Regions from separate parts of the Anas platyrhynchos genome. Here regions 2 and 3 are each linked to region 1. The links are chromatin contacts, called in public Hi-C maps. All regions are on one chromosome and are shown on one strand. Each heading gives the region's core, a stretch centred on a gene start, on an enhancer-like site or on the middle of the called end of the contact. The rest is flanking DNA. Distances are from core to core; before and after follow the strand shown.

Region 1 (3,782 bases), core at 432-2,931:
CACATCCCTTTGGGGAAAGTAAATTTTAAGTCATAATAAGAACATAAGACCTGCCATAGTGGATCAGAGCAAGGGTCTATCTAGTCCATACCCTGATTTTGGCAGTAGCCAAGAGCAGTATATTAGATTTTAACGGTGATGGCTTTGATCTTTCATTAAGTATTAAGTTGGTGACTAAGCAGAAAATGAAAATAAATCCCAAGAGCAAAGTATTCCACAACTCAGAAGAAACAGCAAGTGAATCTGTTTCTCCCTGTGCCTCAGACCTAGCTCAAGGTCTCACAAGAAGTACGAACCATGAGGTGTTACACGTGCTTACAGAGAGCACTGGGGTTGCTGAAATTTAAATACTGAGTACCAGTGGCACTGATTTGTTGTGTTCTTTTGCCTCAGTAGATACAACTGCTTTGGGGTCCTACAGCCAGTTTTTCTGTTGCAAAATGGAAGCGCACGATTAAACTCCAGCAAAACAGAAGGGAAAGAATTGGCTGGAGAGGAATGCAGCAGCAGCACAGACAACAGCAGGTCAGCCCGAGCATAGTTTGAATGCTCACTGTGGTAAGTAGTTCTACTGACAGGGCTAGTTTCTGTTTAGAAATCTGGATTTGCACAATGTGCACTAGCAATACCTGAAACCCTTTCTGCTCTCATTTACAGAGTAAGAGCTTCCTTTTTTCCAGTGAAACTGTACTTAAAAGAGGTTTGGATTTATCTTATCTTCTTAATTGCTGCTGTCTCAATTAAATTTCACCTGTGATACCAACAGCCCTCCTGGAGACCGAAAGGAAATTGAACAGGTTGTGAGTAAATTAAATAGCTCTGTAAATTATAAAGTTTGCATCTGCTGGTCACTGCAGAGAAAGCTACATACATAGTACATGATTTTTGTAACCTTGGTGATTTAGGAAATCTTAGGGGAAAAAAAGAGTTTAGCCTGCCAAAAATCTGCAAGGATCACTGATAATTTGTTGATCAGCATTAGGTTCCTTAAATCCATGCACTTCATTATCTGATTAATTCAGAGGCAGGTTTGTAATCAGTGATGAAATGTTTAAGATTCTTCTGCTCTGGCCTCCGCAACCTCCTGCAGCTCATTAGAAAAGCTAATCAGATTGAATTTTCTACCATGCTGTTTATTGTAGCTCTAATGGAAGACAATCACTTTAAAATTACACACTTGGCAGGTAATTTCTAAAAGCTATAAGCCATGGAAGCAGTGTTTTCTCTAGACTCTATTTTTCTTTACTAGAGTAAAGTAAGTCATGGTGATTTCTATTAGAATTTGGAAGGCTATTTTGCAATACAATATGTAAAGAAATGTTGCTAAAAATACGGATTTCTGCATTTGCCATACTTCTTATCATCTGCCTGCCTTTTTAGAGATGATAAGTAATGTATAAGTTTAATTTAAAATTCAGTCTTCCTACTTTATGACTTGATTTTTCAAGCCTTTAAGAATGTTCTTCTTATGGGATGGATAACATTATTTTATTTTTTTTTAAAAAAAGACAGCTTTTTGGTCCCCATTTTTCATAGATGAGTTGTTATAAACCATATTGTGCTGGAGCTTTCTGAACACTAACAGCATGCTTTTGGTCATGTGGAGGGGAACCAGACAACTAATGTGCTCTGAAGGATGCAGTCCTTGAGGCTGCCACATACTTCATGGATTTGTCTTTACTCACATTCACTCTGTGAATAAGCAGCGAGTTGCATAATGCCAGCTTTGCTTCCTCCTTTTACGTGGATGTGACAGCTTGAGTCGCTAGCACCAGTTGTGCTCGGGCCATGAGGATGAAACATGCTGTGCAGGAAAAGGTCAGGGGTAAAAGTCATAGCAAAATATATCCCCTTAAAGTGGATGCCGCTCCTGCTTTTCATTGCTTAAAATAATATTAGGGTGTTGTTTTTTTGTTTGTTTTTTTTAAATAGCGAAATCTAATAAAACTAGACTTGGCCTCATGGCATTGTTCCACAGGATCTGTTCCATCAGATGTGTGCAGAAGTAACTGAGCTGAGAATCTAAGAACGTTGTAAGCATTTCTTGTGAAGGGTGACTGTGTACAGCCTGGGTCAGCTTTGCTCTTAAAAAAAAAAAAAAAAAAAAGTATTTCTTAGAGGAAATACTTTTGGAGTGATGCATTATGCTTTTGGCTGCATTTTACAGGACTGACATGTGAACCACCCTATGGACTTGTGTGAGTGTCTGCCACTCATCCACCAGTCATGTTGCATACCTGTGTGCCTGAAGGGCTGAATTTCACCCATGCCTGAGCCCATGCTCAGAAGCTCACAGCCTGGGCAGCAAAGCAATCTAGTTTTGAGGGCACAGGTGTAGGCAAAGGCTTGACTTAGAAGTCTGGACCATTACCTCTGATTTTTATTTTTTTTGTTGGAAAACATGGTTGCTGAGAGATGACGCCTTCTTTCAAAGCTGATTTATTAAAATTTGTGTTCACCTTCTGGAGGGTGGTTCATTTAAATGTTACCCCTCAATAGCGCTTCAAATTAAGCCCTGAATGTGAATGAAAATATCTTTAATATTAAATTAGGCATTCATGGCCCTACTTAAACATAGAAATTGGACATTAAAATAATAATCAGTCATCTAATGCCATCTCCCTGTGAATGTGCAGTTGTTTTTATAGTATCTTGAGTCCTTTTGAGTAGTCTGTCTTTGTGCATCTCATGGAAATTTCAGTTATTTTAATTAAAACAACACCTCCTAGGGCATAAGACCTGCCAGTCATCCTTTCAGCACCTTCAAAGTCCACAGCCAAACGATACACACACACCACCTTTGTCCTTCAGCTGCCTAATATTTCAGTGAACTTGCAGCTCACATGCAGGTGGTGATATCTCGGACAGCTGTACCTAGTGGTATTCGTGACGCCCCAGGAAAACCCAGTGCTCCACCTATTGCTGCATTGCTTTCTGCTTCAGCCTGGCTCAGCACCGCTCGGTGTGAGCTCCATCTGAGGAGCCAGGCTGTGCCCCCAGCGATGGCAGGCAGCCCAGTTTGGAGCTGCTACTCAGCACTAGTGCCCGGCTCACTTTCCTGCTGGCTGCTGCAAGCTGAGAGCTAACCTGACCTGTGGCTGGGGATCTGTAAGGATACGGCTGATCCAGGCTTTCAGCAGCCGTACAACGTCCTCCTTCCTTCCCAGCAGGAGCCGTCAGACACGCTGCCTCCTGCTACCCCCATGGCTTCCCCACAAATGAGACAGAATCCATCCCCAAACTGTCCTGATCTTGTCCTGCACCCCTGACTTCATCAGGCCCAATCTTCAGAACCCGTGCTTGTTCTAGACCACTGGATTATTCATTTTTCTGTTTTTTTCCCAAACTTGTAGCTATACAACTAGAGAGACAGCCTTCTGATAGCTCCCTCGGCCCTTTCTATGGTGCTTGAGTTCATATCTATCTTTACTAACAGTTACTGTGGTAAAAGATTGTTTCTTTGCCCTTTTTTCTCCCCATATGACAGTGATATTTAAAGATTTTTTGGTCACCATGAAAGTGACGTAATTTAGAGTGACAGGATATGGGAAGAAGTATTAAAGTATTTTAAGGGTTGGAAACAATCTCTCTGCAATTTATTTGATGTAAAAGAGCTTCTTAACTTTTCCTTTAAGTGCCTTGAGTCTTGCAATCTTCTCCATTCCATTATATTCAATTTAGACTTTTCTTTGTAATATTTCATATCTTTAAAAAAATACGTGCTTTTAAGTACAATTACATTTCTGTAATGGAGTATTCCTAAACTTACTTGTGTCAGAGCA
Region 2 (3,782 bases), core at 718-3,217, 210 kb before region 1:
AGCAGAAATGTAAACGTGTTTAAAAAAAATGTTAGTAGGAAAGATGAGCTCTTGGTTTCTTTCCATGGTTTCTAGTGATGGCATGCACCAAAGCTCACCTGCAGACACCTGCAGTTTCCATTTTCACAAGTTGACTGTGCATCCTTTCATGCTCCTCAAGGTTCTTGCACGTGGCACAGGGAAAAACCTCCCTTATAACTGAGCATCTGCTGGAATACAGAGAGGATTAGCTAGTGTACATTTAATCATGCAAAGCAGTACCCTAAAGCTGATTCTTCCTAAATGGATGTATTCTGAATCTTCCTCTAGGGAGATTGAGGAGGGGAGGTGAGAAGAAATGGTTAAGGTGCTCCAATATATTGCATGCACTTTGGAGATACTGAAGCGAGACAGTTGGAGATGACAGGCTTATTTCAGCTTCATCCTCCCACCCAGGAAGGATGCGAGTCCTCTGTGCAAGAAGTCCGGCAGGCTTTCAGAAGTCACTGAGGTAATTAGGACCAGATAAAATAAAGACCTACATAAAGGCGTTCTGAATGTTTATGTCCCTAAATGTTATATCAGCATATGCTGTAATGCCTCCACAGCCCTGGCAGAAAGGAAGCATCAAAAAGAGGGAGGGAAAAATGCTTGCACTCTGTCAAAAAATATCTTTCAGCAACGATGCTCCCGTCACTTCTCCACTGTCAGAAATCCAGGTCACAGTGAGAGACAGATTTCCCTGTCCATACCTACTGCAGTTCTTTCTGCATTGGCTGTGAATATAAAGAGCCCTTAAGAAAGGAGCAAAATTTATAGTGGCTCATTTGCATCTGATGGACCCCAGGTTCAATGCTACTGGTAACTTGATCAGCACTATTCAAATGCTAATCTCATTATGTGCGTTAGAGACTGAAGCACAGCAATCCAGCTCCATTAGTGCGATGTGTCTGTGATGTTCTGGCTGGTGCTCAGGGTCGTGGGACCCCCTGCGGACATCTAGCACATGCTGCATTGCGCTGGCGCTGATGTGGGCAGAGAACGGGAACAACTCAGTGGAGGAGCCAATGGAATGGTCAAACATGGGAAGAGAAGCTAGATTCCTCTGTGGGATGGGCTGGGAGGAGAGAGGGTGGGAAGGGAATGAAGGTTTGTTGCTGACAAAGCAGTTTAGTTAACACTGTTTTTCCTTTTTACCTTAAATATGCCCATTGGTTCCCTTTGGTTCCAAATGAACACTGTGGAAAAAGAACAGTAAGTAAAATGATTTGTCTTGGATGCAGATACAATTTAAAGGCATGATTAATAACTGTCTGACCTTATGAAAAAGATCACCCTGTGCTGCCCAGTGTTACAACGCGGCATTTCTGCTTGTCATGTACCAGGACTAAAATAGGTTGGGCAGCATGTGGCATGCTCAAGGAAAAAACGTGGGATTGTTTCTAGATAAAGGCTCTCTGCCAACCTTGTTAGTGAAAGCAGATTGAAATCAAGTTTGGGGGTGCTGCGTTAGTTTCCGAGCCTTGTGGGAAGGAGACCTACCCCAAGCTGTTACCTACCCCGTGTCAGTGGTGGGCTCATTTGTTGTGTCTGGTTTATTTGTTTGTTTTTGTGTCTGCTTTTGTCATAGTTCTGCATTTGGGTGGTCATGGGGTTTGCAATAGTAAAGAAGCAAAATTTGTAACATGACAAAGTATATTTATTAGGTAAGCTACTTAGCTGGCAAAAGCAGATGAGCTGTGATATATGCAGTACTGGCATCAACTGGTTTATTAAATAACATGACCTCCCCAAAGGGACTGTTTCTGATGGGCTACTGCAACTGCAGCAGCCTTATTGCTAGAGCTTTGTAGTTCTAGGTGATGCTTTTGTGCTTTTTTGTTTTGTTTTGTTTTGTTTTGTTTTTCATGCAGTATCAGTGGTAGTGTTTCTGTTAGTCTTGTTATTCTAACATATCAACTCAAGGTCAGTGCTGCTGTGGTTATCCTTGGTACTTGTTACAGAAGCAGCAAAGTGAGAACACGCTCGTGTTAAGGTTTATGAACACTGTGTAGCTGTGTTTGCTTGTTGTCTTCCTGGCTGTACGTCCCTGGCAGGAAGGAGCAGAACAGGGCTGTTGCAGAGCACAAGGAGGATGACACAGTGACACAGAGAAGTAATCTCAGTAGTCATGCATGCTGGCAGTGTGCATGGCAACGACGGCTGGCAGCTCTCTGAAGGAGAGTTACCTACCTGACTGCGTTCAGGTATCTCTTCCCAAGGGAAGCCAGGGAACCAAAAGGGAATTGGGAATCTGGGTATAAGTGCCCATACCTTCTGTTATACACTCTGACCACCTTTCGTACCCCTTTGTGAATGAAAAATCCCTCACTGGTGACAGGTGAACATCGAGGGATGCACCCTCTTCTGTTCTTAAGCAAGTTGTCTCATCATTGCCATGGCAAGCCTGGCCAAATTGTGCTTTTGCCATGGGGTAAAAATGTCTAAACTTAGCAAATCTAGGAGACAGTCCCAGTTGCATGTACTGCTTAGGAGTGGATGCATGGGGTGGTAACCATGATCCTGACATGAGAAGGGTGAGTCTATAGCTCTCTGAGGAATTTCATCCTTGTCGTGGTATCAGAGTGATGCCTCAGAAATCTGTCTCTGGATAACAGAAGAGACAAAATCCTGTATTGGTATCATGAAGTTCCCTTTCTCTGTGTGAGACTTGCTTACAATTATTACACCCAAGCTTTTTAAGATGCTTGTTGCTGAAAACTGTGTGTTTTCGCATGCCCACATGTGAACTCTTTTCCTTTACAGAGAGCATTGCATTACTCTTAGGCACACAGATTTAACTGCTTCACAACACCTGACTTGCACAGTGAATCCTGTACGTATTGCAGGGCTGTTCCTCGCGCAGTGCAGTGCATGTGTGGTAGCCAAGTGTGCACGAGTGAGCGATCTAACAGAGTGACCTATGGGTGTGGGGCTTGAAAGAACTTTGATAACTTAGGTAAGTAACAGATTTGCAGGAACATCTTTATTCTGAATGCTTTATATTCTGGCACTGAGGGTCAGAAACTAATCTTAGTGTCAGGCCTGGCTGCCTGTACCAGCTTGGACATGTTGCTCCCCATACACAGGGCAGAAAAATTATTGGTAAGGGTGGGGATTCTTGGAGCTATTAGGATACCTGACTGACTAAACAGCTTTGCCAAGCAGTAGAGGTGGTATGCCAGTAGAAACCTGGAATATCTGATCTCTTACCACCTAGACAGAAACTTCCAGTGAAGTTTCCAGAGGACCCCCACGACCAAAAGGAATCCTGGTTCCAGGTTTTGTGCCAGGTCAGGATGAAAGTCAGCTTTCCTGTTTTCCCTGGCAGATGGGAGTTACTCTTTACTCAGATGACATGGGCTGAGTAGCAGTGAAGAGTAAAGCTGCCAGCTGTGGCTGCAAAGGAGGGGTCTCAGCAGTGCTAGTACAAGGGGTGTCTGCTGTCTGTTCTATCGCAGATAGGAGCAATCAGAACAGGGCAAGGGCTTTGGGAGGTGTGGGTTGTGAGCTGAAATACAGTTCCTCCAGAAGCTGAACACAGACCTGAAAATCAATCAGCTGTGCATCCCTGGCATGTGGCAGTGCTTTCTGAGCCCGCCGCACTTAGAGCTCTGGCAGGGACCAGATGCTGAACTCAGATCTCAGCACTAGCACGGGGCCTCTGAGCTGACACGAAGCTGTGTGGTGCTGAGTGCTGTCTGTCCCCACAAAGATCCTACTGATTTCTCGGCACATTACCTATAGCCTCACAGCCGTGTGGG
Region 3 (3,782 bases), core at 951-3,450, 180 kb before region 1:
TTATAACACTGATTGTGGAAGGATCTATTTCTGGGTTTCTTTTAAATAGTTTGATTTACACCTGGCTTGAAACTTTAATAATTCATCTAAAAATGGTTAGACTATGACATTCTTGCGTGGTTGCAGGGGTAAAAGTTTCAGTATAATGGTAGGTACGGTGATAGGTAGGTTGTCGGTAGGCAGTTTTCCAAGCTGGGCAGGAGGAGGTGAGGATGCTGTCTGAGCTCAGGAGAGCCGGGGGGATTGTCTTGCAGGAGGCAAGCTTCAGCCATCGGCTGCTGCAGTGAGCAGCCACTCTCAGCTCCTGCCTCCAGGCACTGACCCACAGCTGCTGGGTGCTGTTCTGCTTCTGTGCGAGCCAGCAGCCCCTGCAAACTCCTTCCAGGTATTTGGCGTGCGGCTCTGGCTGAAAAGGCAAGGGGAGGGGCAGCATGGTGTTGCAAAGTAGGGAAAAAGCATAATATGCCTCTGCGTATCAGCGCCTCTGGGCAGTGCTGCCAGAGGTGACCGTCCTGTTTTACCCTACAAGCATAAGAAAATCTGCACAGAATGCATTTAAAGACAAGGTCTGCCTGGCTGGGGAAGCTTGTAGGTGCCTTGCTCTAGCAAAGTAGCCAAGCTTTCTAGTGCAGACTGAGCCCTGGGCAAAGCTCGGGACAAGAGCAGTAGAGTTACTGCTTGATGTTGGGTGACTTGCTTTTAGAGATGTGGGGAACCACAAGCCGTGTGGGCATTTACTTCCTTCACAAACCCTAATGTGCTCCGTGTGACACCAATGAATAGGGCTAATTGTTCCTGGGAGGTGGCTGTGCATCTGTCAGTACCTCAGGGCACTGAAATCTGGTGAGAAGTTGCTCTGATCGTTGTCTTTTAGTGTCACTGCTGGAGTCTTACAGGTCATAGGTTTGTAAAACTGATCGGAACAGGAATTGCCTTCCTAAGCTTGTTTTCAGCTCTTCTTGAAAATCAGGTTGGTTTTGTTTGTTTGTTTGTTTGTTTGTTTTTCCGTTTGTTTCATTACTGGTCAAAACAGGGTGTCTCCAAATGCGTCATCCTGCATTGGCATCCAGTCTTCTTGGCTGCTCTGGATTTTGCAGAAGTTAATTTTTATTGCTGGTTTGCAGGAGCTGACTTGTCGTCATCCATATGTCACTAGTAACTGATAAATTCAGGTTCTCCCCATGTAAGCATGTAGAATCTCATCATCTTCAGAAGTTGAGGTCTACTGACAGGCTTCTGTCGTGAGCACTATTTCATGGGAGACTTTGGTGAGGCGCATGTTGGTTTAGGGTAATTCTTACCGTTAGGGTCAGGGTTTGGAGAGAATGAAAGCACAGAGTGCTGTTGCGAGTAGTATTGCAGCACAGCTTAGGCTCATTTCAGTGTTTTCCACACTACGCTGGGGTTTCTTGAGCATCTCTAGGGTACACTGGGCACCCCTAGGTATCGCTAAAGTACGCTGGGAGTCCCTGGTTTGTCTGTACAGTATGCCATAGCAATCTGGGTCGTGCTGAGAGGAGTTTGGAAGTATTAGAGGGCACTGGCAGGCCCTGCGAGGCATCCAGGGGACACTAGAGTGCACTGCAAGATCTCAGGATGCTTGTAGGCTGCACTGGGAGGCCTCTAGTGGATGCTAGACTACACTAGGGGCCATTTTGAGTCTTTTGGGGGTGCTGGAGCGGGCTGGAGGCCCTCATAGACACACACAGTCTTTAGGTCAGATCGGAGATTCGTGGGAGGCATGCAGTGAGCGCTGGAAGGCCTTTAGGACGCTCTGGAGGACACTGCAGAGCCTTGCAAGGCCTCCAGCTGGTGTTAGACCACACGGCTGGGCCCTGGGAGTCCTGGAGTGTGCCCTAGAGTGCACTGGGGAGCGCTGGGAGGTCTCGGCTGCAGGTGGAGGCTCCTAGGGCATCCGAGAGTGCGCTGGGTGGCCCTGCAGAGGATCTAGGGTGGAGCGGAGGGCGACTGGCGGCCTCTAGTGTGAACTGGGAGGCATTTACGGCACCCTAGAGGGCAGTGGAGAGCCCGGTGAGGCATCCAGCTGGTGCTTGAGTGCTCTGGGAGCCCTCGTGTGCCCTCGAGCACACTGAGAGCTCTTTGAGGTCTCCAGGTGGCACTGGAGTACACCTGGGGGCACTGGGAGACTTTCAGGTTCTGCTAAACTCCACCAGGAGGCCCTGGAAGACTCTAGGTTGCACTGGGAGCCCTCCAGTGCTCTCTAGAGTGCACTGGGGCTCCTGGGAAGCCTGCAGGGGTTACCAGAGGCACTGCGGAGCCTGGGCGGCCTCTACAGAGCCTTGGAGAGTTTCTTCGGGGCACTGTGAGGTCTCCACGGGGACACTAAATTACAGGGGAAGCCCTTGGAGCCTGTAGGGTGCACTGGGAGGCCTCTGGTGCCCCCTAGAGTGCACTGGGGGGCAGCTGCTTGAAATGGGGTGCGGAGGCACAGACCTGGTGAAGGAGCAAGACCACCGAGCGGAGTTAAGGGGACAGGGAATTCTAGAGAGAGGCAGATTCGCTCTTCCATAAAACAGCCATCTTTCTACATCAGCGAACCTCGCTGAAAGGCAACATGCAATTTTCTTACCAAAAGGAGAACACCTGCAATACTGCTCACCCTCCAGGGCTCCACAGCAGCACGTTGCTGCAGCCCTTGTGGGGCTGCTCTTGGCAGACTTGCGGTGTGCCTGTAGTAAGGCAATCTCATCCCGCTGCTCGGTGCAGGGCTGTAACAGACTTGTCAAATCTGATACCCTAAGCGAAAGATTTGCACCACTGATTCTTCCCTCTTTTCCCCTGCAGCTAGGACACAGCTCCGTATTTACATTATATTGCCGTGGTCGCCCTCCTGCCCTGTGATCTGTGCCCCAGACGGTTGTCACCAGGGTGCTCCCACCATCAGGTAACTGGGTGCTGTTTCACATGTTAATGAGGACACTTCAAAGGTTTCCAGACATGGTTCCTATGCCTCCGTGGAGTGGCACAGGGGTGAAAGTAAGAGATGGAGTCATCCTCCTGCCTTTTGCCAGAGGTGTGGTGTTGGTGAAATAGCAAGAAGGATCTCAGATACCATGATGTTAACAACTACATAAATACGTAACCAGAGCTTGACTGTTTTTACAGTGCCTTGAACTGGGCACAGCTGTAAGTGTTCTGTATTAACCTTACTGCTGCCTACAAGCACCTTTCAGTGTGGTAACTATGTAAAAATACAGCTCTGAATATCTGCAGAGGCTGGGGAATGCTGATCTCAAGGCACGGGGCTGGGCAGCTCTGCAGGAGCCAGGCTTTAAGTGCCAACATCCCATTCCCATGAAATTCTGCATCCTTCCAGAAGTGGGCTTCAACTCCGTGGCCCTTCCACAGAATGTTTTCAGTCAGTTTTCCTTTGCCAGTTTCAGAATGCTGTTATTCCCCCTGCGGGGCTGTACCAGGCTCCCTGTGGTTGGTAATTAAACATGCTGGAAATTCTTGTGCTTTCATTTTTGACCAAAGACCGTAGGCTGAGTGGCACAAAGGGATAAGGTTTGCTGACTTTGGTGTAGGAAGCCCTGAGTTCAGATTCTCTTCCCTTTCTCAGCACTTTTCTCTTTCTAATGAAAACAATAAAAAGAAGAGATATGTGATCACAAAGCACTTAACAAGTACAAAAATATTGGAAATGGGATGTTTGCTGCAAAGATGGGATGAAGTTAGTACAAGCAGAGCCTCGGAATGGGCCAAGTTAAATAAGCAGCAAGTCTTGATAACTTGGCCCCTTTTTTCTAAGGTTCATACGC

Evidence for each region. A called contact is a pair of places that touch in the nucleus more often than the background predicts.
Region 2: a contact with region 1 is called in a Hi-C map of skeletal muscle, with 2.7 times the contacts expected there. The contact joins two enhancer-like sites. A contact is called at or near these places in 2 of 8 Hi-C or Micro-C datasets (skeletal muscle and subcutaneous adipose tissue).
Region 3: a contact with region 1 is called in a Hi-C map of subcutaneous adipose tissue, with 1.7 times the contacts expected there. The contact joins two enhancer-like sites. A contact is called at or near these places in 2 of 8 Hi-C or Micro-C datasets (liver and subcutaneous adipose tissue).

The regions. Positions count from the first base shown.
Region 1 is chr16:9,924,185-9,927,966 of IASCAAS_PekinDuck_T2T, forward strand. No RefSeq gene overlaps it. Among named protein-coding and RNA genes, the nearest start is that of UBE2L3, 11 kb to the right of the region's middle. Within about 2 kb of position 1,682, at least 2 of the 8 cell types and tissues checked have an H3K27ac peak or open chromatin away from gene starts, as enhancers often do.
Region 2 is chr16:9,712,929-9,716,710 of IASCAAS_PekinDuck_T2T, forward strand. No RefSeq gene overlaps it. Among named protein-coding and RNA genes, the nearest start is that of SERPIND1, 33 kb to the left of the region's middle. Within about 2 kb of position 1,968, at least 3 of the 8 cell types and tissues checked have an H3K27ac peak or open chromatin away from gene starts, as enhancers often do.
Region 3 is chr16:9,742,176-9,745,957 of IASCAAS_PekinDuck_T2T, forward strand. No RefSeq gene overlaps it. Among named protein-coding and RNA genes, the nearest start is that of SERPIND1, 62 kb to the left of the region's middle. Within about 2 kb of position 2,201, at least 1 of the 8 cell types and tissues checked has an H3K27ac peak or open chromatin away from gene starts, as enhancers often do.